2 separate regions of the Mus musculus genome follow, and region 1 is linked to region 2. The links are chromatin contacts, called in public HiChIP or PLAC-seq maps. All regions are on one chromosome and are shown on one strand. Each heading gives the region's core, a stretch centred on a gene start, on an enhancer-like site or on the middle of the called end of the contact. The rest is flanking DNA. Distances are from core to core; before and after follow the strand shown. Region 1 overlaps Crybg1 (crystallin beta-gamma domain containing 1). Region 2 overlaps Crybg1 (crystallin beta-gamma domain containing 1).

Region 1 (3,298 bases), core at 341-2,840, 110 kb before region 2:
TGTGTGGTATATGTATGTTTGTGTGTATTGTATGTGTATGTGGTGTGTGTGTGTGTGTGTGTGTGTGTATGTGGTGTGTGTATATGTGTGTGTATGTACAACTGTGCCTCCCTTCTACTTCCTCTAATACCAAACCTCAGTTGCTACAAGGAAAAAAAAGACTCTGCCAAGAAATACAACTAAAAATGACTAAAAATCGAAAGATATAAAAGCCCAACATCCTATTGAAGGAAACTGATATGAAGCAAGCAGTGCGGGTAAGAAGGAAGGAAAACAGGCTCCGAGAATTATGTGCTGTGCTAACTCAGCCTACATCAACATCTACCCAGCATCCTCCAGCTTCCTCTGCTAGGTAGATGACTGAAGAGCAAGGATACCTGGTGACTGTTTCTCCAAGACTGAATGGCTCACTACAACTTTTTCAGACAATAATAAGCATGATCTGAAATTACTGCAAAGCCAGCACATTGTTTCCGGTGGCCTCTGCCCTATGTTCAGACAACTCCTGGTTCTGGTAGACGGCCAGCTGTGATCATACCATGTGAACATACCATGTTAGGGCTAATGATGTAATTAATACAGCCTAGTGACAAGTGACAACCTACGCAATGATGTAGTGACTAACAACACAAGTGTGTTCACTGTAGACATGTCAGACTCGCCAGGGTCTTGGGGGAGGCCTCGAGAAATGCATTAGGGCTGAGGCCAGCCAGATTCAGTAGGCTAACACCAACTGCTTTCAATAGAACCAACATCTGCTTTCTTCCTGTCCTTTTAATAACATTACCACTTAGAAGAAATCAGCAGGGTCACGTGCTGGATCATGAGAACAGTTCCCTATGGCAGAGATCTGGTGTCCGTTCTGATTCCTGGGGAGCCATACACTTCAATCATACCCACTGGGGAACTGACCCTAGGATGGCCACACCATAGCAGCACAGTCACCTCTCTACTTAAGGCATGTACTAATGACCCACGCCACGGAAGCAAAGTCAGACCTGGAACCTGAGCATGCAGTGAGTCGGGAGAACGAGAGTCAGCCACGGCTGTGGGCCACGGGTAAAGAGGTCCACCTCTGGGAGAGCCCTGGGAACAAGCCCAGCAAACCATTTTTGCTTGATTGGCCTTGTCACTGTTACTGCTTCCAGACAGGACCCGACTATGTCACCCAGGCTGGCCTTGAACTCAGTCTTTCTGTTTCCACCTCTTCAGTGCTGAGAGCACAGGTCTATGCTACTGTGCCTGGCCAGAAACAAAATCTTCTCTAGGCCTTTTTATTGTGCAGCCAATAAGTTCTGTTTCTATCTCTTAGGCTGGTATGCCTGATCAGTCACTTCCGCCTCAGAGTCACATCTCGGTAAAGACTTGGCATTGGTGAAAACACGGAGTGGAGTGCCATACTCTCAGCACGGAAGGCTGGGGTAAGCAGATGCCAAGGTCAGGTAAGCTGACCACTCCAGGTAGTCTAAACAGTGGTTTTTATGTCAACATACTAGTGAGGGAGCACTGGCAGCCATAGCACTACAGGAGAGCCTACTGGGACTTTCTCCCAACCTCAAAGTCAATGCCAGCTTACTAACAATCCATCCATTCAGACAAAGGGCCACAGGGCTGCATATTTCCACCATGACACCAAGAGCCTGCTCCAATGGGGGGAAAAGGTTACATCAGAATATTTTTAGGCCAGCCATGAAAGTGTCACAGCTGTAAATACAAAGGGGCTGAATTAATGTTTACCCGTGAGATATTTACTGAGGGCTGACTCTGCATCACAGACTACTAATTTAACAGAAACCCGAGTGAAACCCAAGCTTCACCTCCTGGTGGGATTGCTTCACTTACACGCCACTCAGTACATTGATTGACTGTGTCTTCACTCCGTAGCCGGTCTCCTTCAAATTGGCAACAATTCCCAACACATCAATACTGGAACCTTTGGAGCCAAAGTTCTTCTCACTGTACATTATCATGTGCGCATTTGAAAAATCCTATTAAGAATGAGAGATTCAAGTGTAAAGGGTAGCCGCTCATCATCCCGAAAGGACCTCACGTTGGCTGTTAGCTTCTCCTTAACTTACACTTAATATAGGCCGCAGAGACTGGAGCTCTCCATTGTAGCCTCCCCAGGCGTTCCAGTCCCTGTATTCTCCCTCCTCCAGCAAATACTGGTGGCCAGTGAAGCCACACTTCTCATAAGCAACCCAGCTACGAGAGAAAGAGCAAGCGGCCAGTCAGACATTCGCAATGCTTCCCATGTGCCCCATGTACTGACAAACACAAATATAATATTTGGTGTGAATTTGTGAAATTCTCCAAGTTTAGAAAGGACAGCATACAAATTTATGTGCTTTTGTTAGAATTGTTTAATGTTTAAGAGAATTTGTTCAGAGAGAAACCTCAGAAAAAAAACCTAAGAAACATGTTAGAGTTCTGTAAAGGAGTGTAGTTGTATGTATCTGTGAGTATGTGTGTGTGTGTGTGTGTGTGTGTGTGCGCGCGCGCGCGTGCGAGCGCGCAAGCTTTTGAGTGTGGTGTATATGTATGTGTGTGCATTTGGATGTGTGGTTGTGTATGTAATTAAAATGAAGGGCTAGAGAGATGGCTCAGCAGTTAAGAGCACTTGTTTCTCTTGCAGAGGATCTCAGTAACCCACATAACAGCTAAAACTGTGACTCCAGTTCCAGAGGCTCTGACGCCATCTTTTAGACTCCTCAGACACTGCACAGATGTGGTGCACAGACATACATGCAGGTGAGACACTCATACACATAAAATAAAGATAAATAGTTAGAAATCTACACTTTTGCCTACTTACAAGACTGTTTCAGTATATGCTTTTACTAGAAATGTGCAAGATCTATAAAGTTCAAAAAGATCATGAAAATTAGAAAGAAAATTAATAAATGATTCATTAGATTGGAACATGACACTTTAAAAATCAATCTGTACAGCTCTGTATGAGCTCCACACCAGACCCCCCTATAGTGTCCCTTCAGCCACTGGCACAAGTCCAGCTCAGCAGACCCTGCTGGGGATGACGTCATACAGACCCAGCATGTATGACAACAGCCTGGGGTTCAGTCTCCATGACTCCCTACTCTCCACAAAATATCACCAGACTATAATCAGGAATGTGTCTTTGGGGAAAAGAGGGCACATTTCTTATTTCATCAGGGAACAAGAGAAATCTTACCATTACCCTTGTACTTACACGCCTCTTAGGACTTTCATAGACCCCACGGATGTAAAGGGCAAGTTGTTGTTTCCAGTTGTTTCTTCTGTCTCACCTCCTTCCATG
Region 2 (3,680 bases), core at 755-3,254:
GACAAGACAAAGTTGTCATAGTGTCCCTATTTTCCAAGTAGCTTAATATGGTTGTCCATCTAGAGATGCTGTTTGTATAATCTACACGTCAGGTTCAGAGTCTGCATCTGAAGGGATCTTCAGTTGTACTCAAAGCTCATTTATGTCTTCCCTTAAACTTGACTTTCTTAAAAAAAAAAAAAAGTTTTGTGTGTATGTATGCGTGTGTGCATGTGTGTGTGTGTTATCCTCAAGTAAGGGGGGTACATGTGCTTGTGTGTAAACATTCAGAAACCAGAGAACACTAGGTACCCTGCTATACCCACCTTGACCCTTTGAAAAAGAAATCTCACTGAAAATGGAGTGAGGTTGGCAGCCAGTAAGTCCAGCAACCCTTCTCTTTTTGTCCTTAGAGCAATAGAGTTACAGGGGCATGACACCATGCCTAGACTTTTTTGGAGTGCTGGGATTCAAACTTAGGTCTACATGCTTGTACAGCAAGCTCTCTTAACCAATAACCCATCTTCTAAGCCCTCAGTCATAAAGAACCATCTGCCTGTTCCTTCTATATACTTTGCATATTCTTTGCTTAGGTTATTTCCCTCCCTTCCTTTGTGATCTTTGGCTGTCAGTGCCAGCAAATCTAACTTATAAAGCCACTCCCCCAGATTGCTGATTGCAAGAAATCTTGAGCTTCCTTACCTAAAACATCCACTTTGAAAGGGAATGCCAAGATACATTGGAGTTATATTCAAAGAAAATTTGAAGGTAACATATTTACATTAAATACAGTATCAAAACAGTGGCTTGATTTCTAGGAAATGCCCTAAAATATTAAACCATTGAGGCAAAACGAATGTCATTAGGAATCACAGACTTGCTCAGATATTGATTTTAAAAAGAACAAGAAAGCAACAAAATAGTCTGGGAACAAGTTTGTCTTTCTAGAGTGTAGATTAATATTTTATGTAAAAAAATACAATATTGGAAAAAACTATCAGGGTTGGTTAGGAAGAGATGCTGGCCAGAGATCTTTTCAGATACATAGGATGTAACTGTACTGGGCTTTCCTCACTACCAGAAGCTACTATGTTTGACTTTTCCTGGAGATTCAAGTCTTTCTTCCTCTTCACACAGAGGCACCACTAGCTCTATCTAACCTTGGGTTTTACAGACACCCAGAGAGTGATGGAAGGTTACCGTGGGGTGGGAGGAGAAAGTAAGAAGACAGAGAAAGTGAAGTGGGAGTCAGGGAGAAGATGGCTTAGATAAGAGTACTTTTTGCTCGTGAGAAGGACCCCAGTTCAATTCCCAGCACCCACATGGTGGCTCACAACCAACTCCCAAGCACCCACGTGTCACAAATTCATACACATGACATAAATCTTAAAGAGAAAAAAATGAAAAAGAACTTGGGAAAATGAAAGATCTGAGAGATCTTCCCCGACTAAGTCTAGAAAGGAAGAGAGAAAAGAATCTCAGATAATATGAGGGTGTGTTCAGGAGGGGAGAGAAGTGAAGTGGGGAGGGGCTAGCTTAGGGTGTGTTCGGGAAGGGAGGGAAGTGGACCATAAGGAAGGGAAGCAGGGGAATGGGGGCAAGCTCAGCAAATGCACAGGAAGGTGAAGCCAAGAGACCCTCCCTTGTCCCAGTCTGGGCTCAAGGGCACCAGTCTCTTCAGAGAGCAAGAACTGAAGGACATGCACAGGCAGGGGTGGCCCTGGTTTTCAACCCTAAGGGAATTATTACGAAATACAATTTCATAGGTAAGTTGGCGACTTCCTGTGGTTTGGTATTGTTTATTAAGTGTTCGTATTTCTCAAGTCAATTATAGGCTTTTCAGGAGTGAAGATTCAAACATCATCTATCCCTGTAACTTATGCTCCATAAATGCCTTTATTTATTTATAGCTTTCCTGGGTATGATATAAAACAAGTATTTTCTTGTGCCACTGGTTAGTTGAGAATCTAAGCTTCCAGCTCAGGGAGAGTTGAGTCACCAAACCACAAGCATTCTGTCCCAAGAAAGTATTTATTTTGTTTAACAGGACTGTAAATTAGGGAGTGTTATCTCCTCTGCACGATGGGCTATGAGTCAACTGTCTGCGTACATGGCAGGATCTTATTTCTAAACTGGAGATAAAGGCAGGAGCTTTTACAGGGTTTGAATGTGAAAATCTAGCACAAACTAGCAGAACAGCTCTGATTGATTTCATTTTCCTCAGTACAGCTATTTCCACACTGATTTTGGAACAAAAATGTTTAAATATAGCCAAAGCTTCAAAAAGAAAATAAGCCTTCTCTTCTCTTCTCTTCTCTTCTCTCTTCTCCTCTCTCTCTTCTCCTCTCTCTCTCTTCTCCTCTCTCTCTTCTCCTCTCTCTTCTCCTCTCTCTCTTCTCTCCCCTCTCCCTTCCCTCTCCCCTCTCTCTCCCCTCTCTCTCCCCTCTCTCTTCCCTCTCTTCCCTCTCTCCCCCCTCTCCCCCCTCCTCCCCTCTCCCCTCCCTCTCCCCTCTCTCTCCCCTCTCTCTCCCCTCTCTCCCCCCTCTCCCCCTCCCCCCTCTCCCTCCCTCTTTCCTCTCCTCTCCTCTCCTCTCCTCTCCTCTCCTCTCCTCTCCTCTCCTCTCCTCTCCTCTCCTCTCCTCTCCTCTCCTCTCCTCTCCTCTCCTCTCCTCTCTTCTTTTCTTTTCTTTTCTTTTCTTTTCTTTTCTTTTTGAGATTGGGTCTCATATAGTTCAGGCTAGCTTTGAGCTCACTCTGTGGCTGGGGCTGGATTTGAAAGTCTGATCTTCTTGCCTCTACCTCCCAGGTAGTAGAACTGTAGACATATGCCAGCACCCTTTGCTTAAACTTGTTTTCTATGAATAAGGTAACACTAAGCATATAAAATGCTTCTAAAACAAGCAATTCATAACATTAAAAAGGAAACAAATTGCATTACCATTTTTCATTTGACATATTGCTTGGTGTTCATGACCACATGGGCATTTGCCAGCTGTCTTGACTAATTACTGAAAAGAGTAGACATAATTTTAGTTGTAAGGTTAATTTCCTAATCTATCATCTTTTCTTCCCTCTAATAGAAGAAAACATGTAGGCTCCCTCTTTTAGAAATACTGAAGGAGAAGCCTTTTCTCTTTTCACCAAATCAAAGAGAAGGAAGACAAAGAGAAGAGCTAGAGCTGGAGAGCTGGTAGGCTGGCAAGCTCTAGCCGGAGAGCTGCCGGAGAGCCAGAGAGCCAGAGAGCCAGAGACTTCGACAGCTGAACAGCTGGCTCGATACTTAAGAGCAGTTGCTCTTGCAGAGGCCTGAGCTTTGGCTTGCAGCACCCACACTGGTCACTCGAAACTACCTGTAACTCCAGTTCCAGTGTATTTGATTCCCCTCTGGCCTCCATGGGCACATGCGCTCATACCTGCTCATACCCACACATAGACACACACATACATGTAATTAAATTTTAAAACACATTAAAGAGAGGCAGGGGATAGGCAGTGATTTTGCACATTGCTCCTGTCTAATGTCTGCGGTGCTGCGGAGGGCTGCTAATGGCCGCAACGCTTTAAGTAAGCGATTTGTCTGTACTTACTAAGTGCCAGTATGCAAGCACAGTGTCCTACACCTCTGCTTCTGATAAAAATGATTCTGAAGAAATCAATAAAGAACACTTCCTTATAGTGCTGTCTATGGTAGTATTGTTTCT

What was found. HiChIP or PLAC-seq counts read pairs in DNA pulled down with a chosen protein or histone mark.
Region 1: an HNF4G HiChIP or PLAC-seq map of pancreatic cancer cells shows a contact between it and region 2. The contact joins two enhancer-like sites. A contact is called at or near these places in 1 of 15 datasets of contacts at CTCF or cohesin (the NIH/3T3 cell line), 16 of 484 Hi-C or Micro-C datasets (B cells, the C2C12 cell line, CD8 T cells and 8 more) and 4 of 115 datasets of contacts at active chromatin or transcription factors (CD8 T cells, embryonic fibroblasts, embryonic stem cells and 1 more).

Annotation. Positions count from the first base shown.
Region 1 is chr10:43,971,816-43,975,113 of GRCm38.p6, forward strand. Crybg1 (crystallin beta-gamma domain containing 1) reads right to left here. Exons shown (of 22, transcript NM_001368305.1): 11 at 3,212-3,298; 12 at 2,079-2,205; 13 at 1,843-1,988. It overlaps Gm40636 (a long non-coding RNA gene), which reads left to right. Exons shown (of 5, transcript XR_871622.3): 2 at 1,313-1,421; 3 at 2,636-2,751. Among named protein-coding and RNA genes, the nearest start is that of Gm40636, 5.2 kb to the left of the region's middle. Within about 2 kb of position 1,591, at least 22 of the 459 cell types and tissues checked have an H3K27ac peak or open chromatin away from gene starts, as enhancers often do. A contact at or near this core is called in pancreatic cancer cells, where this site is marked.
Region 2 is chr10:44,077,302-44,080,981 of GRCm38.p6, forward strand. All of the region lies in intron 1 of Crybg1 (crystallin beta-gamma domain containing 1), which reads right to left. Among named protein-coding and RNA genes, the nearest start is that of Crybg1, 70 kb to the right of the region's middle. Within about 2 kb of position 2,005, at least 62 of the 459 cell types and tissues checked have an H3K27ac peak or open chromatin away from gene starts, as enhancers often do. A contact at or near this core is called in pancreatic cancer cells, where this site is marked.